Regions from separate parts of the Mus musculus genome. Here all the other regions are linked to region 1. Evidence: chromatin contacts called from public Hi-C data. All regions are on one chromosome and are shown on one strand. The core of a region is the stretch at or near the end of the contact, and the rest is flanking DNA. Distances in the headings are between cores, read along the strand shown.

Evidence for each region. Hi-C and Micro-C count contacts between places; a contact is called where the count stands out from the background.
Region 2: a contact with region 1 is called in a Hi-C map of uterus, with 4 times the contacts expected there. The contact joins two enhancer-like sites. A contact is called at or near these places in 2 of 39 promoter capture datasets (both in the 3T3-L1 cell line), 4 of 484 Hi-C or Micro-C datasets (all in uterus) and 1 of 9 other capture datasets (embryonic tail).
Region 3: a contact with region 1 is called in a Hi-C map of uterus, with 4 times the contacts expected there. The contact joins two enhancer-like sites. A contact is called at or near these places in 4 of 484 Hi-C or Micro-C datasets (all in uterus).
Region 4: a contact with region 1 is called in a Hi-C map of uterus, with 4 times the contacts expected there. The contact joins two enhancer-like sites. A contact is called at or near these places in 2 of 39 promoter capture datasets (the 3T3-L1 cell line and hippocampal neurons), 5 of 484 Hi-C or Micro-C datasets (all in uterus), 2 of 115 datasets of contacts at active chromatin or transcription factors (embryonic basal ganglia and embryonic stem cells) and 2 of 9 other capture datasets (embryonic stem cells and embryonic tail).
Region 5: a contact with region 1 is called in a Hi-C map of uterus, with 2.3 times the contacts expected there. The contact joins two enhancer-like sites. A contact is called at or near these places in 1 of 39 promoter capture datasets (hippocampal neurons) and 3 of 484 Hi-C or Micro-C datasets (LSK cells and uterus).

What each region holds. Positions count from the first base shown.
Region 1 is chr14:22,757,625-22,763,201 of GRCm38.p6, forward strand. The region is part of intron 5 of Lrmda (leucine rich melanocyte differentiation associated); the gene reads left to right. All of the region lies in intron 1 of Gm30926 (a long non-coding RNA gene), which reads right to left. Among named protein-coding and RNA genes, the nearest start is that of Gm30926, 41 kb to the right of the region's middle. Within about 2 kb of position 2,782, at least 47 of the 459 cell types and tissues checked have an H3K27ac peak or open chromatin away from gene starts, as enhancers often do. A contact at or near this core is called in uterus, where this site is marked.
Region 2 is chr14:23,518,809-23,524,385 of GRCm38.p6, forward strand. The region is part of intron 9 of Kcnma1 (potassium large conductance calcium-activated channel, subfamily M, alpha member 1); the gene reads right to left. 5430425E15Rik (a long non-coding RNA gene) reads left to right here. Exons shown (of 4, transcript XR_003951125.1): 4 at 1-5,577. Among named protein-coding and RNA genes, the nearest start is that of 5430425E15Rik, 11 kb to the left of the region's middle. RefSeq lists an enhancer at 1,338-2,790. Within about 2 kb of position 2,448, at least 20 of the 459 cell types and tissues checked have an H3K27ac peak or open chromatin away from gene starts, as enhancers often do. A contact at or near this core is called in uterus, where this site is marked.
Region 3 is chr14:23,493,410-23,498,986 of GRCm38.p6, forward strand. Kcnma1 (potassium large conductance calcium-activated channel, subfamily M, alpha member 1) reads right to left here. Exons shown (of 28, transcript NM_001253364.1): 14 at 1,130-1,285. Among named protein-coding and RNA genes, the nearest start is that of 5430425E15Rik, 14 kb to the right of the region's middle. Within about 2 kb of position 3,027, at least 16 of the 459 cell types and tissues checked have an H3K27ac peak or open chromatin away from gene starts, as enhancers often do. A contact at or near this core is called in uterus, where this site is marked.
Region 4 is chr14:23,387,787-23,393,363 of GRCm38.p6, forward strand. The region is part of intron 19 of Kcnma1 (potassium large conductance calcium-activated channel, subfamily M, alpha member 1); the gene reads right to left. Among named protein-coding and RNA genes, the nearest start is that of 5430425E15Rik, 120 kb to the right of the region's middle. Within about 2 kb of position 2,780, at least 17 of the 459 cell types and tissues checked have an H3K27ac peak or open chromatin away from gene starts, as enhancers often do. A contact at or near this core is called in uterus, where this site is marked.
Region 5 is chr14:22,173,161-22,178,737 of GRCm38.p6, forward strand. The region is part of intron 2 of Lrmda (leucine rich melanocyte differentiation associated); the gene reads left to right. Among named protein-coding and RNA genes, the nearest start is that of Gm41107, 140 kb to the left of the region's middle. Within about 2 kb of position 2,996, at least 6 of the 459 cell types and tissues checked have an H3K27ac peak or open chromatin away from gene starts, as enhancers often do. A contact at or near this core is called in uterus, where this site is marked.

The DNA.
Region 1 (5,577 bases), core at 1,532-4,031:
ACCCCATCCCCTGGAGCACTAAATGCCTTTCTTATCACCAATATTTGATGAGAAAATGCTGTTGGGTGTCTTCCTCCAAGTAGACGGGAAATCTAACCATGTTCCTTGCAGCCTAGTGCTCTGTCCACAAGATCTGATTTGTTTTTCTCACCCTAAATTTATAGACAGTTCCAAGGAAGCATATCCTGTTTGCTGTCTGGAGCAGCAGGAGAGTGAGGGAGAGAGTGATTTAGGGAGTTTGTTTTTCTCAAGACTTCCTTGAGCTGCTTTATGGCTTTACAAAAACCGCTGATCTATTCCTCCCTAATTTTATGAGCAAATTGTTCTTTCTTTTCTGATTTTTTTTCCCCCACTGAGTTTTCTTGGCCGACCCAGGCACCAATTATCAGAACTCCCCGGGCATAGTTGGATCCTCCCTAACATGTGTATAGCTGTAAACATATTGACCCCAGAAAATGAGGCTCTAGCTGTAGGCTCAGGCGAAGTCCTGACTTAACAATACGACTTCAAGTGAGAATGCCAACGTGGAATCATTTTTTTTCCCTGGTGACCAACAAGTATCTGTGATGGTTTAACAGTAGTGCAGAGCACCCCTGGAGCCCGTGTCCCCAAAACCTGGCTTAGTAGGGTGGTGGCACTGAGCCAAAGCTTCATTCATTTACAGCTTTCTTTATGGACAAGTGCTAAGAAGGAAGCCATCAGCCAAGAGAAAGTTGTCTGTCACATTCATGAGGAGATGGATAATTATGAATAATTAGAGACAAAGATCCAGTTACAGAAAGGTGTGAGAGGCAGTGCAGAATGTTCCTCCTTTAAAGATGTTTGCCTGGGTTGGACCATTTGCCTGGGTTGGACCATTTCATTACCTTTACTAGGTGACAGTGCAGCCTTTTAGATAAGATCAGCCAAAATGCTGTTGAGAGTGAGTCCTGGCTCATTTAAACCCCTCTTGCTTTTAGGGTCAATCATATATTTCCCTTGCAATCCAGTTGTGTCTGGTTTTTCTAACAAGGGATCTCTTCCTGAGCCATCCTTGTTTAGCTTCCTATAGTAAGATACTCTGACTCCTGGATGTTCCAACAGCTCAGCAGGATAAAAACAAATTTGAGGGAAAAAAAACCAAACCATCACCTAGACACTTTTTATGTGTGCAGCTGTTGATCAAGGCTTTGGTTATTTAAGCTGGTGACATTGACTCTGTGGGCGCAATGACTTACAGAGGTCACCACACTGCAAGTTCACAATAAATGCTGGTAAATTAAATATATTAGAGTATCTATGTACTTCACACTTTTATTTTTAAGCAATGGGGTTTATGGCACAACATAGGCACAGTGGATTTCAAGACTGACCTTAAAGAAAAATACTGACAGAACTTTGGAGAGCCACACTATAGTAGAAAAGGAGTGTGTGTGTGTGTGTGTGTGTGTGTGTGTGTGTGTGTGTGTGTGTGTGTGTGTTGGGGGTGGTCCATTCCTCACTCTGAGAAGGTTTCAAAGCTTTTCTTTGGAAGGTTTAAATTTAAGCTTGAAGAAGTGGGGCTGAGGCCCCATTCTTGTCTGGTGGCCATTCTTTCTGATGAATAAATGTGAAGAGTGCTTTGAATCTGGTTTTCCCTCTGATAAGGAATTTTTTTTTCCATGCTGTCTTTTCTTTGCACCTGAAGGAGCACCGAGGGTAAAAAATAGAGGCCTGTTTCCTGTTCCTAACTGGAGCCCTCAGAAGGCTGTCAGAGGAGAGCAGCAACTCTGTGGGATTTATGCCTGGGACCTGTCAGAGTAAAATGATCATAGCAAGCCCTCTCTGCCATCAATCACAGAGGGACCGGGATGGCAAGGACAGGCATTTTTCAAATTTCTTTACTGTGCATATTTAGTTTTGTGCCTGGAGGAGGTCTAACTCCTTTGAACCATTCTTGGAGATTTTTTTTTTTCCCATCAGATGGCAGCTCTGAGAACTACTTAATCTCTCCCAAAGTGCTTCTCTCATTGGCCAGCTGAGAAAAACAGCCAGCAGGTAAAGGGGGGCAAGGTGGCAGGGATAATCCATGGATAAGTTCAGAGAGGAAAAATTTGGGGTTCAGAGCATGGTGGCTCCAACATCTGGGCTGTGGCACTATGCTGTCTGCCTAAGGCTTCCTTCTTCCTCATTTCAGTGTCACATGGTTGTTTAGTAACAAGAACACAGAGCTGACACTGCTGTTCTTATCACTGGGAGAATTCTTCTGTCCCAAACAGCTGTTTCCCACATTTGTCAAGGCAGAGTTTGAAGGGAAGTGGGGTGGCCATTCCTTCCTGCCCATCAGAGAGGTCTGTTTGGTCATGATAACATTCAAGGAGTGCATTTATCCATCTTGCTACTGAAGGTGAAAGGCTAGGGTCACAAAGAGAAAAGACAAGAAGAAACCTGTTGGAAAGGTTTATAAATCCTGCCAGGAGTGCTCTAAACAAGAAAAGGAGCCTGTGGCTGGATGTGTAAAGTCTTGCCACATTGATAGGGACCTGATTCTCCAGACCTAGGAAGCCATCCGTGTAAACAGAGAACTGTTGCTTGAATCAGGTCTGCTTTGGCTTAAAGTCTGAGAAACACATTGCCTTCAAAGTGAATTCTTAGGTGTCACTTCCCATAAGTTATGGCAGAAGATTACAAAGCTACTGATATAACATATTAGTTTGATAGACAGAATTATACCCCCAACGCTTCCTGCTCTCCCCAATGACGCACAGTAACGAGTGTGTCTTGGCAGCTGCCTTGATTTACCACCAGTCTGGGAGGCCAACCGGGAGAAGGAACATTCACATGGATGCAGGGCCTGTGACTGGCCCCAAGCCTAGTTTATAAAGCTGCCCTGTAATTCACCACAAATGTGTCACCATTAAAAGAGGAAAAGAGGATTGCAGATAATAAATACTCTCTAATTTATTAGCTAACAACAAAGAGATCAGAGCCAGTTGTGATGTGATTGTTTGACATAATATTGTCAAGGAAAAAAAAGCTAAGTTGACCAGAGAGGTAAATTACACATTCAAGCAGATACATCAACTCTTGGCTTGTCACAAGCCCAACTAAGCAAAACACCAAACTGAGGAGAGAGCTGGCAGTACTCAGTGCTATTTATCTCTAAAGGAGACATATTCAAGAGCGAGTGAAATAAGACATACTTCTTTTGGACTTGGTCAGAGGCCAGATTTTAACTGTTATAAATTAAATGTTTTGTGAACGAATTTGGCAATTCTCCTTGCTTTTGTCCTGATGGGGAGATGAGCAAGCCTGCTGTTTGTTTGATGCTGATGGTTTGGACAGCTGGGGTGTGGGCTTCTATAGTTGGGTGTTGGGAGGATTCGCAAATTCCTGTAACTAAAGCATGAAGCACAGAACAGTTCTTGAATGTGGTTCTTTGAAAACTTGGTGGCATGGAAATTGTCACCTTTTTTGCTGTGGCTTCCTCCTCTGTACTTTGACATAATCACCTGGGATGCCAGCCGCAGATGCAGGTTCAGAGTAGAGTTATGAGACCTTACTTAGAAGAAGTGTCTGTCTCTCATTCCATCACGGTCTGTAACCAGGAACTAGTTGGAGGCAATCCATAGCCTCTGAGCATTTGCTGTGAGTTACCTTAATGAAGCTGAGAGTCAAGGGAGCCTGTTGGGATGTGGTTTGACATGAGCTGATACCCAGAATGGTTTTCCCAGTCCTGAGTCTAAAAGACAAGCGGTTTCACCTCAGTGAACATTCGCCTTTAAGTCTCACCTGCTAGTTGAACATGGGTTTCTTGAATTTACGTCTCAGTCTTGAGGCAAGGATGGCAGTTGACACCCTGTAGGAAGGTGCAGGAAAATGTTCCATTCTTAGGATATGAATTCAGGGTTGGTGCAGTTAATATGCTGTTAATCGATTTGGATGAGTGGATCTCTGTCTCTCTGCCTATGTCTCTCTGCCTCTCTGTCTCTAGAATTTGGTAGATTAGTAAGACTATAAATATGATGAAAGGCATATAGTGAAAATCTTTGGAAGGAAGAAAGAGAGAGAGAGAGAGAGAGAGAGAGAGAGAGAGAGAGAGACCTGAGTGGTTGAGAATCTTGGGAGGACCTGGGAGACATTGGAAGAGGGGAAAGATAAAGATAATCAAAACATATTATATGAAAATATTTTTCATTAAAATGCTTATTTTATGTAGTTTTAGATTTTGTGTGTGTGTGTGTGTGTGTGTGTGTGTGTGTGTCTATTTAATATGCTGGAGATGGAGGCCAGGGCTTTGTGCATACTGCTGCCCTTTTCATTGCTCTAACACTGACATGTGGTAAGTGACTTCTTGCGTCCAGAGTCCAGCCGAATGGTCCCTTTCTACTGCTGTTAACTTGATGTCTTTGTCTGTTGCCCACTCCTTAATCTTCTTCAGCCTTGCTTGGTGTTAAGTTTGATAGATATTGATCTGGAATTTCCCTGTAGATGGCATCTTCCTTGAATTTCCTGTTCGATTTGAGTAAATGCCTGTTCAAATACTGTTCTCATTTTGAGTCAAGGGACTTGTAGGTTTACAATCTTGGATGGCTGTGATTAGCTCACACCAAGCACAGTCACCTTCTCCTTGCAATCACATAGCTCCCACCCCACCCCACCAACCCTCTCCTTTGCTGTGTTTGATCATGCTGGTGTTTACTATGCTGTACAGTCCATACTGTAATGCCACCAGTTTTATATGCATCCAACATGATTTGCTGTTTCACTTTTCTGCTTGTCAAAAAAAAACCTTTTCTTTCTTCCTTGGTCCATTCTTTACTCCCAACAAGGTGTTCTGTACCAATGCCACATTCTGAGCTTGGTTACCGACCACCATGACTTTATTTCAAGTTCATTTTATTTTAGGAAGTTATGACTTGTTTTATAAGCACAGTGTACTTTTATGATGTCAACTCCCCCTTTTACAAATCCCTTAGGGCTCCTCCTTGCTTTTGGGATATAGCCATGGTGCCGTAGGCTACCCACTGGGGTCCTCTGAACCTTAACCTCAGTTTTTTTTTTTTTTTTTTTGTTGTTGAATAAATGAAGAAGACTTTTTTGCTATTTAAGTCCCCCTGTCAAACCAACTTGCCTGTTCATGGTCACCAGGCAGGTTATTCTCTTTCTACCTGTCTTCCCACTGGGCTTTTCCCCAATACCTTTCTAAGTTCTGTTGGATAGGAAAGACACACACAAGGTCACTAGAATGGTATGACATTTACTGCCTTTTTGTCCTTTTCTTCATGGAGAATAAAATCATCCTGTTGAGCAAAGTGAACTTTTGAAGTCTTAGGATGATCATAAAAATCTATAGCCAACTCAAGTCTAGTAAGATGCACAATGACTGCTACCAAAAAGGCAACCCCCAGCTGTTCTTTATACCAGCAATAATTTACAAGGGGGTCTTGTTGTATGTTGTGTTTCATCTCTTGGTGACATAACCTAAACTTCAGGAGCATTGATTTGGAAGATGACTTTGGATTTAGCAGACTACTGTTAACCATGGAAGGACTGAGTTCCTAACATACCCTGGCATTCACATACATGGCTACTGAGATCTCTTATTTCTCACCCACT
Region 2 (5,577 bases), core at 1,198-3,697, 760 kb after region 1:
CATAGAAGCTTTCTACTTGACTGATGCCAAAGGCTACCTGTATAGCCATTCTGTTCAATTTCAATTTGACAATAAACAAGTTATGTGGTTTATCCAACACTGGATTTGTGTTAGATGGCCTTGCCCAACTATAGACTAATGTTTTTATGTAGACTTTACGTTAGGCAGGTTTAAACTCATATGCTCAGTAGGTAAAGCACACTGAGTGCATTTTATGTACAGGTTATTTTCCAATTACAATGGGCTTATCAGGATGTAACAACCATCTGATGTTGAAGAGCATCTCTACTGGCATTAGCCTTCATAGAATGCCAGTATCTGCAACTCTCAGGAGATTTGGAAGGAGCCATAGACTCAAAAGCCTGCTGAGGCATGATATGATATGTCACAGAAGGATACCTGTCTGGCCTAGGGACTTCCCAATGTTACTACCAGGTCCCAAGCCCTCCTGAATGTCACCACAGCCCCCTTTCCTGGGTTGCTTATTAGCTCTGTAAGATTTTTAGGCACACTGGCTTTCTGCTGTTACCTCTACCCTAAACAGCCCCAGTGAGCTCATTAGGAACACACTGAGTTATCGTGTGCTCTTAGGAACACTCTCTCTAATGTGCTTCCTGCCTTCATGATTATTTCACACCTTCCTGATTTTATTGTACCAAATTCCAGCCAAAAGAACATCTCACTGGGATGATGTTACTACATAATCAAGCTCCCGTTTAGCTGCCACTGGCTCCTTGGATAGCTCTGATTGGACAAGGTCTCACATACTCTCCAAGAGAGCAACAATCACAATCTCTTACTCCTCTTCACCACGGAGTCCAGCACAATTCCCGGCTCATGGGAGGGTTTGAATAATTGTTGAGCCAGTGTGTTGGAATGGGTGTTTTCCTAAATCTGCTTTAGATGCAAGCTGGCAAGACCCTTTGGCATCTGTGAGAAGCATCATGCATCTCTGATCTGCCTCCACATCTCCTTATTGGAATTGCACAGAGGAGGGAGAGCCAATGACCTTTACTGACAACTGGTACCCACGGTCAGAGCAAATCTCCACGGTTGTGGGGAAAGGAGCAGGCTGCTGCCATGTAATACCAGTACTGTATGGAGGTTCAACTCTGACAGCAACAGAATCAGATTTCCACATCCTTCATGCTGCATTGATGTCTATGATATTTTAATACAAAGAGACGCTGGACTTGGCCAGTGAGAAAGTTTGCTGTTTTATTTTCAGAGCATGGTGACAGCAGTGGTGGAAAGAACCCCAAGTCTGCAAGGAACTGCTCGTCGCAACTCTGGAAAGACTTCTATCAGAATGAATGGCATGTCAGGAAGACAGAAAATAGGGTGCAACTTAGTCTCGGATGCTTGCATTTGTTCCTGGGATTCTAAATCTACCCAGCAAGGACTCACTCCATCAAACATGAGGCTGAGCAGAAAGAATCTTTCGGGATTATAATTAGAAAATTCACAATCAGAATTCCTTTGTAAATGGAGGTAGGATATTTGAAAGCAAAAGTCGATGCTTGAATGCGCCCCCACCCCGCAAGGTACCCAGTTCATCTCCCACCTACATTTCTATTCTTGTTTAGAGAACAATAGGTGGAACATTCTGCTAAGTGTGTGGAAGGGAAGAAAGACAGCAGGGAAGGGGGGCAGAGGGGAGGCCTTCATCCCATCCGCATTACCTAGAGTTTGATTGACTATGCAGCCAAGTCTCTTTTCAGATGTTCAAGTTTGAAAAGGACTGGAGACGTGCCTGAGAAGGACCCAAAGCAGATGCCAAGGAGGAAGTATCTGCATCCACACCCACCAAGGCCCCTGTCATTGGAAAGGACTACTTGGGACACTACATCATGTGGGGCATCTAATGCCAAATGCGCTGTGATCTGCCTCTCAGTGCCCAATTTCAGAAGTCATCAGGGGTCGTTTTCCCAAAGTATGAGGGCAACATTTTTTTTTCTTTTTTTCCTCTTTCCACAAAAAGTTTAATGCTAATCAAAGCAGAATGCCTAATCAGTTCAAGATGGCCTGTCAGCTTGAATTATCTATTTGTCTTCCTATTTACTGTATCTGTCTGTCTACAATTCTTTGTATCTTTGTGAAAATCAGTTATTAGGGCCCATGTTTCCTTCTGACTACAATCGCTACCAGATGAACCTCCCCGGTGATATGTTGATGATTTGCTAATTTATGGTTTTTAAAATCGAGGAATCCTGAGATATTGCAGGGGAGTCACGTGGGCTACGAGAGGAGAAGTGCTCAATGCTTTTCCTGACAAGGGATCAAAGATTGTGTAAAATACAAGACTTCAGTCCCATTTCAACCTGAGTGATGTCTGAGGCAGAGAAATCGTAAATGACATCTTATGGGAAACATCCCTCCCGTGAGCAGTCCGGCCCTTGCAGGCCTGGGAGAAGTGAGAGTGAACGTCACCCGAGATCCACATAAACAGGAAAGGAAAGCAGGCCCATGGTATCAAGCCAAGATAGCACCACATGACTTAACCCACATCCCACTCTCGCACACTGGAGGCCAGGCTGAGAGCAACCACAGCATTGCAGGGAGACTCCCTGGGATCCGAGGCAGGTTTAAATAAGCTCTCGAGCTGAACTTCCCAACCACTTAGGTGGCCAGATAGCTCAACAGAGAGCGAGAGCTGTTGTACGGCTGGAGGGTTTAATAGGTGTGCTGGAATGTATCTGTCCCTGATGCCTGGCACAGAGCAAGCAGTCAATAAACACATGTGGAATGAATAAACATGAAGGTACAGCACATGGTGATTCTCTTTTGGCAAGGATAGACCCCCAAGAGGGGGCAAATAAAAAGAATCTTTTTAAGGAAATAGCCATATTATGGCCTTTAAAAATGGCCTGGAATCACTGTGGGTAAAACCTGAAAGTAGGGAGAAGATAGAGGAACAGCCCATGTAGAGCCAAGGTAGTAAGTAGGCATAAAGAAACACATGGGGTCTGAGTAAGGAGGAGGGAGGGGGAGAGGGAGAGGGAGGGGGAGGGGGGAAGAGGGAGAGGGAGAGGAAGAGGGAAAGGGAAAGGGAGAGGAAGAGGGAAAGGGAGAGGGAGAGGGAGAGGGAGAGGGAGAGGCAGAGGGAGAGGGAGAGGGAGAGGGAGAGGGAGAGGGAGAGGGAGAGGGAGAGGGAGAGGGAGAGGGAGAGGGAGAGGGAGAGGGAGAGGGAGAGGGAGAGGGAGAGGGAGAGGGAGCATGAACATGAATGAGAAGAACAGCCTATATTGAATAAGTAGCTAAACTAGGCCCCACTCATAAGAAATCAGAAGGAGATGCATAGAGCCCCATGATTAGCTAGCAGAGAGGAATGCCCTGGCAAGCTGGAGATTATGAAGGAGATATAGTTATTCTCTGAATTCTTGAAGCATTGGGTCCAGATGAGGGTAGAAAATATGGTCCCAGGTATACATGGAGTTCTTTAAATAAGTTTACTTCTATCTCTTGGAAATCAAGAGCTCAAAATGGACCAACCTACAAATCCTGAAACTGGTCTACTAGATAAAACAGTATGGTGTTTGTAGTAAGAGACCAACACTGAAGCTCAAGAGCAAGAGCAATTGCTCTGGAGCAAGATATGGGTCTGGCTGTAGAAACTGCTCCCCACTCTAGAATTGGGAAGTCACCATGGAGATTTTCCTTCCATGCTAATTACATCTGGTTTCCTGTTCTCCTTTGTCCACTCCTTGTCTTTTTTTTTTTTTTAATTCCTTTCTTTCCATGTGTCCTCTCAGCTTCTGGCTACCAAAAATCTGTGGAGCCCTCTACACCCACACTCTTCTCTCTGTCCCAAACACCTGGGCCAGAACTACCTCAGTTTGGGGCCATTGAAGCCACATCATGGGAAACATAAGGCCTGGATGGCTCCCCAGCTGTGCTGTCTCTATCCAGGGGGTTACAGCTGATGGATTCCTCTCTGTGGCCAATTATTTTCCATGGCCCTTGGCCATCTGACCTTGGACCATGATCTTGTCAGTTCTCATAAACTAACCAGGAGTAGAATGAATTACACTCAGAGAAGAAACCTCTGGGGAAACCGTAAGAGGCTGTGGAAGGAAAAGACAGCAAACCAAGAACCCCAAGGCCATGGGAGTCTCCGTCTCCCCCATGCCTCCACCACCTCTGAGCAGTTTTCATTGTACACGAAGGAAGGAGGCAGAGTCAAAGGCCTTGGGAGGCCAGCTGGGCTCTAGGAGAGCTACTATGCTGAATAAGATTTAGGGTCTCAGCACAAGGGGCTAATTGCCCACAATATTTCCAAATTATCCATTGATAAGTTTCTTGGTCTCTAACTGAACTCTTTGTTAACACATCGGTCTCAGGGGTTGGAGATTTAGCTCAGTGGTAGAGTGCTTGCCTAGCAAGCTCAAGGCCCTGGGTTCGGTCCTCAGCTCTGGAAAAAAATAAATAAATAACACTTTGGTCTCTATTCTTAGTTGTCCAGATATGTGACACAGCAGCCGGTATATGTATGGGTACCCGCTCCTACTGCTGGGATAGAGGACACAATGAAAAGGGTGAAGAAGGCCTTGACTTCTGTGGACAGGGAGGAAGATTTGGAAATGCCACAGGAAATGGTTTTGTTGTGCTAAACACACTGATTAAAAGTTACGAGGAAGCACCAAGAGGACCTCCATATTCTCCAACACCCGCATGTGGCTGGTGTGTCTTTCAAGCCTTACATTGCTCTGTTACACTGGTTTTCCATCCTGAATGATCTTCGGACTTCACATTTTTGTGTCTCTGCAGTTGGTGTATCATACGTTACATTTGGTTGTCTGACAAATTAATATATTGTTATGTGTAGTTACTGCTGAGTAAAATATGCACATACCAAAAAAAATCTCTCAACTATGTATATGTTTAAGTTGTTTTCTAGGTATTTGCTGAATTCAGTCCTGGCGGGGAGTGTGTATACATGTGTGGATGAGGACAGTACATGCATTTTTTTTGCATGCACCAAAACTCCAAGTACTGCCTGCTATTTTAAGAGTCTCAACTCCAGCTCTCAACAAAGTTAAGCCCCTTCCCTTTTGCAAATGCATTTAATTTTATCTGGAAACTTTTTGACGTTCGGAATAGAACAACTGTAGTTTCTCATTATGTTTGCTGCCAGAATCCATGCTTCGTTGCTCAAGTAAAGACCTTATATTGCTAATTACTACCACATGCCCATATCCCAAGCGAAAGGAAACTTATTGATTCTGACAGCCCATTCTCTCAACACTGAATTCCAAATGAAAACTCAAATTTTGGCCAAACATAACATTTCATCAATCTTGTTCTACTGACTGGAGAACCAACATCAAACAAAGGGTGCTAATGGCTCTTTATTACCACTCCTTTCCCAAGCTTATATTTTCTGATGAAAGATCTAAGTGACCAAGGGCTTCTTTAAACTACTTGGTAATTAGCTTTTGAACCAGGAAACAATGTATAAAGTAATGAGCACAGTCCTGGTGTTGATGACAGGACGTACACTACATCCCGCAGGGTCTGGGGACTTTAGAGATCCAAAAGAGAACATTAAAAGCAAAATGCACTTTCACAAAGGAGAGT
Region 3 (5,577 bases), core at 1,777-4,276, 740 kb after region 1:
TCCCTGTGACTCCCATTTCGCCTGCATTCAGTTTCATCTATGCAGGACACAAAGAGACTGGATTAAAGAAGACATCTAGAGGCACGCAGTAACTTTATTTGTAACTGCGTTTGAACTTGAAGTTCTGTTGAGCTGAGGACTATGGGCACGGAGTAAGCATGAGAGAATGTATTTTCAATCAAGTTGTCGTTCACTATGAACGCTGCTACAAAGATGACAAGCAGGGTCCAACAGGAGTTATTCTCTAAGTCATACTATGAGAACTACAGTGCCAATTACTATTGGTTAAGCAATGCCAATGGCATTGATACAAAAGTAAAGATCTAACAGTCACATTCTAGCTCTAAGTAACACAATTCACCAATGTAGTATGCCACCTTGACTGCCTAAACCCACACTCCAGAAAATTTGCTTGGTCAGGTACCTAGATGCAGAGGCACTCAAGGCCCTGGGTCCTAGAGAACTGGATAGGTTCATTCTCTTCCCCCTACTAGTTGGTCCAGCAGCCATCTGGAGACTGGGAGTGGCTGCCCAGAGAGCTCTGACATGGAGATGAACACATCCAGACTGCACGTCTCTTGGGGTAAAGACTCAGTTCATCTTTTCTTTCTCCATTCAAATAGCCACGGCATGTCAGCCTTACTGGCCTCCTTGATTGTGCAGAAGTAAATAAATGAATTATGTTGTTGGGGTTTGGGCTTCGGCACAAACACATGGTCTGCATTTATCCACACAGTGAGAGGTCCACCAGCCACTTGATATAAAAGAGGAAAATGATAATTCTTTTCTTTAGGCACTCTGGTGCCATATGGAATGTATATAAATCATATTTTTGTTTTAACAGCGGAGGCTTTGTTGATAGATAAACATGTGGTTTATCTAAAAAAAAAGAGAGAGAGAGAGAGGATTGTGCTTTGAACAATCATTTAATGGCCACGGATGTGCCAAATAAAAATAAAAACATAATTTTGAAAGGAGCTGGCCTCTTTCCCAAATCTGTAACAAGGAATTTCTTCTCAACCAGAGAAGTTAAAGCCCGTCGTTCTGTTTTGAGTTTAAGCTGTGCTGTACTCAACCCCACGACAAATGGAATCCTAGGCTAATGTGCTCTAATAAGACAAGACGTTACCTTTATGAATGACCTCATAGAGAAGAGATTGGCAAGCATTGTGGAGAGGCCTTGAGCCAGACAGCTCTGGGCTATGAAACCCAACTTGAGCTCTGCAAGGCATATTGCGTCATCACCCTCTTTCCAGTTCCAGCTGGGGATGTTGAGCAGATGGGCCTGTGGGAATAACAAGAGGTATGAGACCCTGTTCTGCTCCATGTCTGAGTGTCTGAAATCTCTTCTTGGAATTGCTGCATAGTCCAAAAACACCGGGTCATCCAAACTTTTCCTTTCTTCCCTCTTCCTGGGTCTAAGGACTGTTCTATTCTTCTGGTTCATCAGACTTGGGCTTCTTGGCAACATTGCTTCTACACTCACCAGGCCCACATCCTCCTCTCAAGTTTGCTGTTTAGCCAGATTCACCCCAGAGGGGATTTTTCTCTTGTGAGACACACCAGCCCCCAGCATTAAGAAGTCAAGTTAGCTTGTTTTTAAAGTGGCTCTCAAGTATCTCAGATTGCCAGATGCCTGTGTGTCTGTGTGCTCTTGCATTTTTTTCCTGCCTTCTCAATAATCTAGATTAGGGATGTCCCAAACTTGAGTGGGTTTCTGCATACCCTGCAATGTGTACAAAAACTACAGGTTGCTAGCCCCCACCATCCTAAGTTTCTAACTGAGTAGATCTGGGGTAGAGTTGGAGAACCTGTACCTCTACATGTGAGAGGAAATGCTGCTTCCCTGGAGGCCACTGTGCAGCAAAGATAAAGACATCCTACAATCTCTCTCAGATGGACTCTCTTATGGCAAAATTAGGTCAGAGCCCAACTCCCAGGCCCTGAGGTGTGCTCACACAATTATTTGCCAGTGGCATGCAGTGGAGAGTTGTACATGGCAGAGTGAGGGAAAAAACTGAAATTCGGGAAGTTCTCTAGTGTTTGGGGATTTACAAATAACAATAATAAGAGAAGAGAGTTAGAAGATCTAGATGTCAGGGTCAACACTTACATTCAAAAATATTGACTATATAGGTTTGAAACAAGAAGATGGATCTAAGAGAGTGTATGAGAGAGAGAGAGAGAGAGAGAGAGAGAGAGAGAGAGAGAGAGAGAGAGAGAGAGAAGGAGAGAGCAGGGCGCAGCAGTTAAGTGTATAGTTAACTCAAACCTCTATTAGAGGCCATGGGATACAAGACACAGAAAGCCAAAGCTTGCTTGTTATAGTCTCCAGAGCAAAGGGAAACGACTCTTTATTCTATAAGAATAGGCCATGTTCATTCCACAGGATTTGATCCAGTTTTAACAGTCAAACTTGAAGAGCAAAGTGACCAATTGAATAATGGCCAGAGAGCAATGAGGAGGACAAGAGGAGATAAGTGTTCTGGAAAAGATCTCTTGAGAAACAGTAAAACAATCCAGAAATGCTCAAGATACAGAGGGACATCCTTGGGGACATAGGCTGGTCATCACATCTGGATGCCTCAAGTCCTGCTATGTCATGATTAGCTTCACATCTAGGACTTTCCTGATATATATTAAAAGGAAGCAAAGGGGTTTGGCTTGTCTGACAAAGGAACTTTCTATGGATGAAATATGTCTAATAAATAGAGAATACTACTTTATGGCTAAGACTTAGCATTTTTCCAAAATGCTATAATAAATCATGCTTTACAGAAGAAGTTGACCCAGAGTCTTTCTAAGTACCTGTATAATCCAGGAGTCTATAGCTCTGAAATTATTTCTCCCCACATAGCAGCAAACTGGAGCAGCAAAAGAGTCTTTCCTTCACTTTTGGAACAACAGAAGCCAGTTGCAATAAAAGGATGAATGACTACATTGCAGAAACAAAGAGCAGAGCCCAGACCTCTTTGCTCTGCTTGGAGAAACCCCAGTCTTATGAAATGCCTGCTTGCAAAATCCACCTCTGTGACAGTCTCCAAACCAAGCCAGCAGTGGTCACTGATGGAAGAATGACTGCTTGTTCCCTAACCCGAGTAAAATCGGCCTGTGTGTGGGCCAGAGAGAGTGTGATTTGTGTGGAGCTGAGTACCAGAGGGTCTTCTGCATATCACACACTGAATGTCAACAGATAGCCCCACCCTCTCTCTCATTACTTTCCCTATTCTTCCCTGGCTTACGACGTCAGCTTTTTCATTTTACTTCCTTGGCATAGTATAAAAGACATTCATCTATGTGGAGAATACTCTTATGAGAAGAATGATCAATTACATCCAAGTAATAAACAAGAGATTTGGGTGGTCTGGTCTCTACAAAGACACCACATAGCCTCCATGCCATTTTCAAAGAAACTATGACAACCTTGAACACAGTCTGTCCTATCCCCATGCCTTCCAAAATATGTAGTTCTGACATGTAAGCCGTGGGTCCCTTATGTCCCTTGGGTCCCTTGGGCCCCATGTGGAAAGTCATACTCATTATAAGCTTCTTATGTCTCCTCTCATTGCCATTGTATTTTCTCCAGTCATGCGGTGGCAGGGAGCAGGGATGAAGTGCCAATGACCAAGAGGGAAGGCTATGTGCGGGAAGCCAAGAGTGGATATTGACCCAGGAACTCTAATTTTTTTGTTTTTGGAAACTTCATCCTCTTTTATTTGAGGGAAATTGGCTCTGGTAAAAAAAAAAAAACCCTCAGCATTTCTACCCAGGAATCCAGAGGCAAATTCTTTCTAGCTTGGCAAAGAGAAAAATTAGGTCCAACATTAACCACACCCTCACTCCATTTATGCTGGCGGATCATCCTCCATTTCATGGAGAAGAGCTATGAAAATGTGCTGCTTCAGGAAGGCAGAAGAAATGAATTCTGGTCACATTTCTCTCTCTTGCTATATATTCAGCCTTGGAGAAATACTGTGAAAAATGACAAAGTCTAAGGATGGAACAGCAACAGTACTCTGTATTCTGCATCTCCCGTCAATGTCCACTAAGAGCTTCATCCCTGGGGTGATACTCTCTTAGGAGCAAGTGGAGCCTTTGGGAGGTAGAATTTAATAAAAACTCTTTGGGTCATTGAGAGCATTGCCTTGTAAGAGGCTAACAGGGCACCAATCAGCCCTATCTGTTTGGTCTGATGGATAGGAATCAATCCAGTGCTTTCTATCAATCTCTCCCAGAATGGTGAGTTGCCTCATCACAAGCATAACTAAACAAGGCCAACCCATCAAGGCCCACAGCCTCCAAAAGTTTTATGGCATACATTTGGAAGAGTGACAGAAAGTTGCCCATGAAGATTTGTGCTACCAATCTGACAGAATCTGGAATCATCCAGGAGACAGGCTTCCGGCCATGGCTGTGAAGGATTATCTTTATTCTATTAATTAAGGTTGGAACCCCCACCCACTGTGGGTGGTGCCATTCCCTGGCTGGAATCCTGGTCTGTATAAGTGGATAATGGGATCTGATCTGTGTAATATGACATGACCAGCTACTTCACACTCTCGGTAGTTTGACTTCCCCACTATGATAGATGGAGCCTTGAGCTGTGAGCTGAAACGAAACCCACCTTCATGAAGGGACTTTTGTCAGAGTGTTTCACCACAGATACAGGAAAGTTACAAAGGAACTGGTTAACACGGCTGTGTCCCAAATGCCATCATAGGCAACAAGGATGCTCAAAGAACTAGCATCTGTACTGGGGCTTAGTTTCCAAATCAGAGACAAGAGCCTCTTTGATTAGAGTGCTTTGGGGGAAATGAGAGCTGCATGAACAGGTGAGTTTTTAGAATGAGCACCTTTACCAGCGTCACATCACCATCCCGTGTCTGGAGAGCTCTGAACCATGTACCTCTTCCCTCCGCACTCAGAGATGCCCAGGGTTTGAAAGTTCTCTCTGTGAAATTTAGCCACTGTAAAGAGATCCATTTTGGAGAATACTATCCTTCCCCCAGGAACCCAAGTTTAGTTCTGTGGGCTACTGTCCCATTCACATAGAAGGTAGCAGTTGGCTATACTGTCCTAGCCTGCTGGCTGCTGAGTGACCTTGATTTGTGCTTACCAGAGTTGATAGGCCTAGAATAGAGCTTTGACTCCTGCTAGTCTGAAGTTACACTGGGATGCTAAAATGCACAGATGGCCCAATGAGGACTAAATGAGATAATGGATGTCAAAGCTCTTTTAAAACCATAAAACAGGACTCAAATGTCTGCAATTGTTATGATGACAAACTCAAGGCCAGCAGTTTCCCTGCATCCCTCTGGGCTCTAGAATATCACCCTCATTACATCACAGGGATTTGACAGTGTTTTTATTTCAAGCCTTGTGTCTAACTGTGGGAGCAATTACACCCTCCAGAATATACTCCTGGTGGCATAGTTTTCACACACACACACACACACACACACACACACACACACACACACACACCAGGTCTTTCCCAAGCACGTGTATAAATGGGTGGCATTCTATGTGTTTCTCAGATGGGCACAGAGAAAAGGCCACAAGAAGAAAAAGTTGAAA
Region 4 (5,577 bases), core at 1,530-4,029, 630 kb after region 1:
ACTCCAGAAGAGGGAGTCAGATCTTGTTATGGATGGTTGTGAGCCACCATGTGGTTGCTGGGATTTGAACTCCTGACCTTCGGAAGAGCAGTCGGGTGCTCTTACCCACTGAGCCATCTCACCAGCCCAGAATCTCCCACTTCTTAGGAGTAGCTTTTCTACTGTCAATTTGGGGTTACCTCATTCTGACTGACCCAAGGCAAAGGGAAAATGGTGTGTCAAGGTGAGAAAGGCAGAAAGGCTGTGCAAAGGCTCCCAACCCCAGGCTCTCTCCCACCTGCTCCATACTACACTCCCACCCCCACCTCCCACCCTAGGCTCCACTCAGGCTGAGACCCTATCAGTCACTTAGCGCTCCAGGCTGGGACTATGTGGCTGGGAGGATATCACATCTTATCAGAAATGAGTATCCACAGCAAATCACACCGAGACTAAACAGCACTTAAAAGATTAAAGGAAATAAATACAAGCCACATAAATGGTATTGAAAAAAAAAAAAAAACACTTAGGGTTGATATGCATCTCTCAGCTGGCAAACAGGCACTCTGGGTTTGACCTGAATTCATCTTTCTTTCAGAGGACAGGAGGTAGGCAACCAAAGCAATTGGAGGCCAGATGAAGTGTGAGTGTGTGTGCACGTGCTCACACATGTGCCTAGGTATACTTTTGCATTTTTCTGGCTTAGGCTGCAGAAGGAAGTCTCACATTGGTCCTTCGCATAATACAAGGGTATATCTTTTAGTGTGTGGGGCCACCATTGCACTGCAACTGTGGGACCTGGGGGGCTGCTAGTACACCACTTCAGTGAGTTTTTATGTGAGTTCATGAGGATGTTTATTGGGAGGTACAAACTATACTTTTCCTTTCATGAGCTCACAGTGCAACATCCCAAAAGGTCTTTCATCCAGCCTAGTTGACAACGGCTGGGTTTACCTGAGAACCCTGCATATTACCATGGTTGTGGCAAATTGTGGAAAGGGTCTCTATTCGTCCCTCACACTGGCTGTTCTGCTGGCTTCTTTTGCTTAACTTTTTCTTCCCCATTAGCTCCAGGCCTCTCATAAAGTACCCTCTTTGGTTAAGCACACATTTCCCTTTTATCCAGTCACTGCTGTTGGCTGGCATGGCTCCTCAGATGTGAGATCTGCAAGTTAATATGTGTTCGCCAGCTCTGGGGAGACACCTCGTTGTGGAGGGAGTCTAATGCCTGCTTCGATGCGAGGAGACTATTTATTTTCATTGTGAGTCTGAGAGATCATCCATCATAATCATAGCACATTTAGACTGGGATTTGTTCACTTCAATGGAACTGTGTTCAAAGCTTTACTCGGAGCCTGGAAATCTGTTCCCTGAAGAGCTGGGATGGAAAATGTCCCCGGCTTAAATATACGAATGCTGCGTAACGGAGAGCATTTCACATGGCTCAGGTCGCACAGGAAGATCAAGGATACGTTCTCTTTACAAAGAGGGACAGAAAATATATTTAATTATCCTCTCTTTGGGTTTTACCAATGTCTGCATATTTACAGAAAGCAGTTCTAGGAAAAGTAGCTGATCTCTCAGATATAATTCTTATCTCATGGCTTCTATGACTACATGAGAAATGAAAACAAAAGAGAGACTTAAGCTCACTCGCTTTCACGAAAGACAAACATGTTCAAGCAGCAGCGAGCCACTGCCTTGGGAGCACAAAGAGTCACAGGCTTGAACTTAACCTGCTTTCTGGCTCATTGCAATCTACCTTTCTAGCATCTTCCCATGCCTCCACACGAGCTGAATGAAGAGGTGTTCCTTTAAAGAAACCTGACTTGCCAGCTTCTTTAAAACACAAACAAGTTCGAGAATCTAATGTGGAATTTTTATAGGAGCCAAACTCTCCCAAGTCTTTGAGCCCTCGTAAAATTCAAGGGCTTGTTTTTGCGCATCCCTAAGTATAACACTTAATGTTCTGTTGTAACTTCCCAGCGCTCTCTTGTCTAATAGGCCCTGAATCTAACAGTTTTACAGTTTGGGGAGAAGAGTCAGCGTTAGGAAAATGTCAGGCAGGTCTAATGAGGCTTCAGATCCCCTCGTTGGCGCTGGAGTTTAATTTAAACTTACAATGATGTTTTAACATGTTTGCGTTTTCTTGACTAAAGAGGATTCATTATTTCGGTGACATAACCTCCAGACAATGCTCTGGGAATTGATTTAAGATGTGGTGGTAATTCCAACAGCCTTAATGCAGAGCTGAACATCTGTAACAACATTTCGCTCTCCTTCACATCAGCGTTCTGTTTTTAAGCAAGAGCAAAGCAACGTCTTCCAGAAACATTGGCCGGGGGCTGGGGCTTACTTCAAAATGATCAGATATTTTACAAGATTTTTTTTTAAAGCAACCCCTGCCTTTGTCTTCCTCTCCAGACTGCAAGTATTATGCCAGAGACCACTGGCGCTTCTTGTAAGGATCCGTGAGGTGGAGTGGGTAATGACTGTGACTTTCAGGTTGCCCAAGTAGCCTGTTACTTACATGGAATGAATCCACCAGTCCCCTCCAGCCCCGGGCATTTTCCCTCCTCCCTGTTTTCCCCAAGAGATTAAGGAGGGCAGAGTGGGGTGGGGTGGAGATGAAGCTCTGAGATTTAAAGGTGAGTTTGTTGGCTGGAGTTAAAAAATAGCTCAAAGCAAATAAACTCAGAAAAGTAATAAAAGGTAACAACTCATAAACATGAGTCAAACAGCTATCTCCATTACGTTATTAATGACCACATCTGGAGTAACCCACATCTGCACACACTTAGCAGATCATTAGTAATGTCATATTCACACTGGAGTCACTTAGAATAAATGGCATGCATAGTGGTATTGAACACAAAGGCATCAAACTGAAGGGGCTTCCTACTGAAGTCAGGGTGCAAGCTGCTAGTCGGAGAGTGGGGTTGTTTTCATGATCATCCATTGGTTTTGTTTTTTGGTTGTTTTTTTTTTTTTAATGGCTTTTCTCTTTCAAATTTTGTGGCCCAAAGAAGTTAAATGCATGCTGAAAGCCACAGTAGCTCTCTGTCTTCTGCAACTGAGCTTAGTGTGTTACAGTGAAACGCTGAGGGGTACCAGGCAACTGTTAAACACTGGGACAAAGCCCAGCACTCCTTCACCTGGCTTGGGCACGTGTGGAGAATTGGGAGTCGCATTCTTGTGCATAAATGGGTCTTTGTGATAGCGGGCTCTAGCTTCAACCTTGACTGCCAAACAATAAGGAGAGAAGAAAATTGAAATTAATCCCGAATGAAATTGTTCATTACAAAAGTTACCCACTGTTTTTTAACATTAAATACAACCATCATTTTGTGTTAGAATGGAAGTTTCTCCCTTGTGGCTGAATGGCAGATTTTCCCCACCCCCACCCCTCAAGTGTCCATCTAAAATACTCTCTGGAGGGGTGACATGTAAAACTTAAAGAAGACATTCTCCTTTATGCAGAAATTTCTAAAAGTATATAGAGCTCCTCTTCTCTCCTACAATGCACACACACACATACCCCAAAACTAATATCTTAGCAGGATCAGGCAGATTATCTTCTGGAAAGTACTGGAGAAAGTCCTGCTCAATACTGTTCATGTTTCATGTCTTTATCCCTCAGTATTAAACTATGGAAGGCCCGATCAGCCATCTTGGTTTTGATACCACTGCTCAGCTTGGTTTAAATCTAAATGTCATGCATTGGACACTCAGAAAGAGTAGTGTGGCCGGATCATTCAGGGCAGAGCTCAGAGGTAGAGTGCTTGCTTAGCATGAGTGATGGCCTGGGTTCTAGCCCCAGCATCACTAGAAAGGGGGAGATTGTGATGTGCCACGTTTCCCTGAGCCATCTGTACCATCAGTTCCATCAGAGAGACACAAGTACTTTCTAGAGTGGTCCTGTTTGATCTACAGCTGCTCTCTGGCAAACACTGAGGACAAACAGTGACCGCACAATTGCTGTTGTCAAGGTTAATAATAGCATGCTTCCTTTCCTCTCCTCCAAGACAGACCACAGAAGTCCCGGTGACATTGTCATTCTGCAGAGAGAGTCATGTGGACAAAAGGTCCTTGACTGACTGGAGTCCCTGAGAAATGTAAAGGCCTGTTCTCCATCAAGGAGTCTGGACTAATTAACACTTTGGGTCTTTATAATGTGGACACCAGGGGAAAATGGATCCTAAATGAGAGAAGGATGCCCCACCCCCACCCCCAGCATCCTGTCATATATACACAGGCTGGTAACAGGAAGTGGTGGTCCTTTAGAAATGACTGAAAAGCAATGATAATAAATTCCAGACAGATAACCCATAGTATGGGTGGGTACCATAACTGTCTATGCTAGTACCTGTTGATGAAGGATGATGCCTGTAGCTAGGAATTGCCATGAGTCAATCAATGAGACTGGGCACTAAGCATGGCTAAGACAAAGGGTGGGGGACATAGAGAAGTCATCCTTAGGATGAGAATTTCTGATCTGACATTCAGGGGATATAGTATCCAAGAATTCTTCACAGTCCCCTTACTAAGATCAATCAAGGAAAGTGGTTGTGAAAGATCATGGCAAGATATTAGTGTACAAATAATGACAAGATGAAGGATGTTACCCCACCACCATACTGTCTCAAACATACAAAACTCCCTAAAATTGAACAGTCACGTCTTCCTGTACGTTATCCAGCTGGGAAATCTCACAACCTGTAGCTGAAAAAACAGGAAACAGATTTATTTGTAAAGCTCGGAGGGCGTAGGTTATTAAAGGAATCTGTCATTATATAAAATGAAAATGGGCGGCTATATTGTACTAACATGGCACAGGGCGCACCCGCCCCGTGGAGAGCTAGTAGGACAGAAAGGGGAGGGTTTGTTGGTGATTTTCCATTTCTGGCTTTTGTAGTGCTAATAGAAGAATAGGAAAGGAGACTTTAAGGAACAATAGGTTATGTAGAAGTTAATCACAGGGTATATTTCTGGCTCTATTCAATGCCTAGGAAACCTGAATTATGTAAGTTTGAGTCCATCAATATAGAGTAATGGAAGAATTCAGCTCCTACACGAGAGAGAGAAAAAAAAAACTACATGAATATGTTAACAGGATCCATGTGACCTTCACTGTAATTTCTTTCTATAAATAGGAATAAAGACTCCTCTAGAATCAAACTAGATAGACTGTGTATTCCCATGGTACCCACAAATTCCATCCAATTGGATTGCATCTAGAATCTCGGGTCATTTATCTTCCCTGAACTCTGACCCTGCTGTACTTGCCCATCACTATGCACTCCTTTAGGACATCTAGTTGCCTTTGGCCCTTTTCCTTCTTTTTTATTTTTTCACCTTAGAATAGGCTTCTCTATTGCCTCCAGTACAGTGGAGGCTCAGGTGAAAATCCTAGGTGTTACCCTCTCAGCAAAAAGACCCAGACATGAACAATAGAATTGGGGGAGGAGCATACAAGTGAAATGAGAAATGCAAGAACATCCCTGAGTGATTCTAGGCGAGTCTAAAGAGGGCTACCGGAGCAAGAAGACCACTTTTAATTCATTTGAACCAAACTAGGGCAGGACTTAAACAGAACTC
Region 5 (5,577 bases), core at 1,746-4,245, 580 kb before region 1:
CTGCAAACATTTTCCCTCATGACTCTTAGCATCGGCAGGATGTTGCACCTAGAACTATGCTACTTTGGATGACCTAAGCTGTGCAAGTGGGCTGAAACCTTTGCTTATTGTTCTGCTCTGGGGTGGACCTGGGGTAGCATTCACAACAGGAGTGTGGCCTTCTGTACTCTTGTGTACCTCTGAGTATTATCCTGGTTGTACAGAAGTGGCTCCTGAGTTTCAAGTCCTGCCACCTCACCTTTGTAGCCTTTGGTTTTGCTCATTTTGAATAAGTTTCTCTCTTCTCCAACATTCAGATTTTAGATCAAATTTTTGAGATCTAGTCAAAAAGCTCATCTCTTCTGCAAACCCTCTTCTTACTGCCTAATTTTAGTAACTGTGAGTTACTCAGGTAGTAATTGCTGGATGAGTATCTCATTTGACAATTGATACTTAGGACGCTAGCCTTTATGCTATTGTTTTGAAGAAGAACACTGGACTCTCTTGGTATTCTTATTCACACACAGCTGCTATCTTCTACTTCTTCCTCTATGGTCAGCACCGTGCTCAGCACTGAAGAAGTACTTGTAGGCACTTCTCTTGGTTGGGTGGTTGGTTGGTTGGTTGGTTGGTTGGTAAGTAAGGTGATTGGAATGAGTGCCTTGTTCTCCTATCATTGATCTCTCAGCCAGACATTATTCCCTTTGCATTCCTGGCCAAGCAGTTCTGCCTACAGTTGGACGATATGTTCCTTGGTAGCCACTGGATGTCTTACCAGAGAGATGCCCACCCCTAATGCAAGCAGATCTGTGTTGAAAGCACACAGACCAGGGGACTGGCAAAACTGTGATGTTTCAGAATCCTCCTGGGTGCAGAAGGCCATCAGACATTTCCCTGAGTTCTGTAGGCTTTCTGAAAAAAAAAAAAAAAAACAAAACAAAACTGGAGATGTGGCTTTGACTTTAGCAAAAATAGATTCAGGCAAAGGCTTCTCTAAACTCTCTCTCTCTCTCTCTCTCTCTCTCTCTCTCTGCTTCTCTGTCTCTTTCTGTTTTCTCTGTCTCTGTCCCTGTCTCTCTCTGTGGTAAACTAAGGTGGCCCCTATATATTCCATAGAAGGAGAGGCTCTGCTGTACCCTTGAGTAGGAAGAGAGGAAAGCTGGGAACTGAAGAAGAAAGAGCACTGTCCCTTCTTCCTGATCCCCACATGTCTTCGCCCCCCCTTAGTTATCAACTCCTAGTCACTTATTAAAATCACATAGTTGGGGCCATCATTTCTCTAAATTCATTAATCTAATAGTAACTTTTTAGGGTGGCACTTGCCTACTTTTGTATTAGGTAGTAGTAGAATTGATTTTCTGAAAAAGAACTCTGTGTGTGTGTGTGTGTGTGTGTGTGTGTGTGTGTGTGTGGTGTGGAGTGTTGACATTTATGAGAGAGAATGGAGCTTGGCATTTGGAGGGTATTTATTTTATTTAGGGTAATAGTATTATGAAGAAAGAATGTGGTTCAAGAGTTATCCATGAACTTGAGAAAAAAGAATAAATTCAGTCTTGGATAAAGACAAGAGAAATAGGAAATGATTGCTATTTTATAGTGAATTAAGAACAATGGCAAAATATAAGACAAGGCAGAGATACAAGGATCGTGATAGATTGAGTGCACATGTCCAAAACTTAGTGTGTGCATGCTGACGTCTTTTCCCCACCCCTTTCCCAGTCCCTCTGGTGGTGGTCGGTGACTAGGCCATTGTGTGGGTAGCCTTGCCTTCAGGTTTTTTCTTTCTGCAAAGTCATATGTTTTTAGCTGTGATTGCAGCTACTGCCGAGTGGCTCACCTTGTCTTGAGTAATGAGAATAAACAACCGGTCACCGCGCTGACCACTGAAACTAATAAAGATATATAGTGCCGGCTGGCTTAGGGAGTCACAGACGCATTCCTAAACTCCCTGTGACATTTATACCAAGGGAACATGATTCCAAACTCACTCACTGCTTACCCATTCTCAGAGAGAACAAACTATTTGACTGATGGTTTGCTAAATTTAATATGCTTAGCAAGTAAAATTATTGCCTACTCTAATGCTGGGTAATTATTAAGATACACTGCTTTTAAAAATACCAAGTGAATAATATTGATTTAGTGAACTGCTATTTAGAAAAATGCCAGCAAAGGAGGGATATTTTATTTTAGCTGCCTTAAAGCTGTAATGGTTCTGGGCTGAGATACGCATGCGGAAATAAATTATGTACAAGGTAAACTATTTTGTTATATAGTACCCATAATATTAATTAAGCTGTAATTTTACCAACAATGCTTTAATTTAACAAATAAACAGGAATCATCTGTACCATTCTTTCAAATATATAACTTTGGGGTGGTAATAAAACACACAGAAGCACCTGCAGTTAATTGTAGAGCAAACAGAGAGACTAGCAACTGTAAAGGGTAATTGTAATTTATAATTTATTTATTTGACTTATGCTGGGTATAATTACCGTTATAATGTGTTATTATTTTCAGTCCAGCATTAGATATATCTGATTCCAGTTTGTCCAGGCAGCCTGGTGAAGCTCTCTACTTGGGTCCCTTGAAAGTATACTCTCTCCTGCTCCCTTCCCAGTAATGGGAGCTTGTGAAATAAAGAAGAATGGATGGGCCCGTGTCAATAGCAATCCTTGTCCAAAGCTCCAAGAATATTTCCATTTCCATTAAAGCCAAGAGTTTGTCCTGCCCTCACGGTCTTTTAGCTGGCAGCACCTGGAGTGACAGGGCCTGGGTCTGCGTGGCCCCCAGCCATGGGTGAGTGGGCTGGGCCATGCCTGCATAAGAAGGATAGTAAGGAGACCTGAGGACTGGCTGCTACAGCGCCTCCCTTCCTTTTGGTTCTGGGAGTTGTGAGTATTTATTATGGTGGCGCTTTTGGGCTTTTGTTGTTATTATTTTCGAGAGCAGCCTGGAAGGAACAGCTCAAGGAGGAAAAACACCAGGGGTGGAAGAAAGAAGCAATTACAGCGGCCGTTTGTTTGTGGCTAGCAGAATGCTGAAATGGCAGATTTGCAAATTTGTGAGAGAGGGACGCTTAGTGTTCATCTTTATCAGCCAAAGTGGTTTCTTGTTAGCTGAGCAGCAAGCTAGAAAGCCACCGATTTTGACAACATAATTTACATCTTTGTATAAAACTATTGCTGGCAGCCGAACTAATTTGTGCTGGATTAGGTTGTTTGTCTCTGCTGCTGACTAACCATGCAATCTATCAGAGGCCGTTCTCAAATATCACTTTTCAACTGTGCCCTTGAGAGGGGGAATTGATCGGGAATATACGGAAGCAAAATTACTCCAATAACTTTATAGAAGAAACAATTACGGAATCATACAGATGTGAATAATTCTGAAAAGCAGAAACAGTGAATTTCACCCCACTCCTATCTTTCACATATTCATGAAATATACAAATAATATAATAAGGTCCTGTTTCTTTCTTCTTTCTGGACCTTGGACAATAGTGGAGTTAAAGTGAAAGGTAGGAATGTGGTAGTAAAAAAAGATTCTCGGAGGTCATCATTGAGGATTTCCAATGTAGGCTTTACAAATATAACTAAAAACTTCATATATGTACACCACACACACACACACACACACACACACACACACACACATCACCTAAAATATATCTTTTGATCCAGTATGAGTTTTTATAAGTTTTAAAGTAAAGCATCAAGCTAGAAAGACATACCAGTCAGGGAGATGTATTTGTCTTAGCAACATACACAATAAACACATGTATGCATCTTATCATGCAATTCTACAGTTATATTAATAAGTTTCCTATGAGGAGAGGAGCTTCTCTTCTCTTCTCCTGTTAAGTGGATACCTTAGACATTTCTTCCTCCCTTCAATGAGATAGAGGATGATAGAACAGTACAGCAGGAGTCGGGGTAAAAGTAGAGGGGATTTACGATAGACATCCAAGCTGGACCTGTTTGTAAGATGCCTGACTTAAGGCAGCAAGCAAACAAACAAAAAACCCCATTAAGCATCTATTATTTTAAAGCAGTGGTTACATTTTTCATCACTTTCCCCTGATAAATTTTTGCTTGTGCATCCTGCTTCAGGTAATTAATTGCTTTCAGTTCAGAGGAGTAATAATGCAATAAATTATGCCAGTATTTCTAGTCATAGGATCATATTGCAGCTTCCTAACCAAGGCAACACTAATAACAATCCAGGAGACTTGTGGGCCACAGAAAAAGCCTGATTATTATAAATTGGATGCATACAGTCCAAGGACCAGGTCTTCAACATTGCTGTCAAAAGATCTCTTTTAGGGAAGTTTGCATATTCATAGGTGTGCAAGTTACTCTTTGCCATGCTGTGACAAGAACGACTTGAGGAAGAGAGGGTTTATTCTGTCTTACAGTTCAAGGAGACACAGTCCATCATGGCGGGAAGTTATGGTGTTAAGACTGTGGGGTGGCTGATCAACATTGGATCTGTAGACAGGAAGAAGAGAGCTGGTAGGAAGCAGGGCCAGGCTATGGAACCTCAAACCCACTCCTAGTGACCCACCTCCTCCCACAAGGCTCCACTCCTAAAAAGTTTCACAGCATCTGAACCATCTGTAGTGGGATCTGATGCCCTCTTCTGGTGTGTCTGGAGAGAGCAACAGTCTAGGTTTACACAAAATAATAAATAAATGAATCTTAGAAAAACATAAAATGCCAGCCAGTACCAGTTGACTCCAAATTCCCCATCACCGTACACTTCATACATCTTTTCAGTATATTTTTCTGCCTATTTCTCCACCACTCAGCTGTTCAGTGGCTACCTGTATTAATTCCTTTCCTCGATGCTGTGATGAGTTCCCAATGCAACTTAAAGAAGGAAGGGCTTCTTTTGGTTTAGTTGGAATGACGTTCATCAAAGCAGAAAGGACATGACGGCAGGCACACGAGACAACTGCTCACACTGCAGTTATAGTCAGAAAGCAGAGTGGTAAGCGGCCACATTTAGCTACCTTTTCTCCTCTTCATTCAGGCTGGGACCCTAGCCCTTCCCAGACTGGAGGAATGATACCTCCCACTTTTAGACTGGGTCTACCCATTCAATTACTGTGGTCTAGAAGTTCTCCCATAGACAGGCCCAGAGGCTTTTCCACCAAGGTGACGCTAGATAGATCCTGTCAGGTTGACAGTCAATACAAACCCATCTCCCTAATGTTGACATTGCTTGACAGGTTCTGTTTCCATGTTAGACTGTTGACATTGGACCTTGTCTGTCTCCATAACGGTGTTAGCTACATTTTTCTTTTCCCAGAGAAGGTGCACAGTGCACATGCCTGTCTTTGTAGCCATCCTTGTTTTTTTAGTTTGTAAACCTCCACAGCAAATGGCTGGATACTGTGATGCGTATTGGCCTATGACTTGAACCTTTGCTGTGACAAATACCACGGTGTGAAGTTGAAGGGGGAAGACTGGGGAAGGATAATAAGATTGCCTTCTCTGCTTCTTATATTGTTTGCTTTGGGTTCTTGCCGAATAAATGCAATGCATTTTCTGGTGGTCTATGTTGCTATTCATTTTCTAGCTTTGAGCCTGA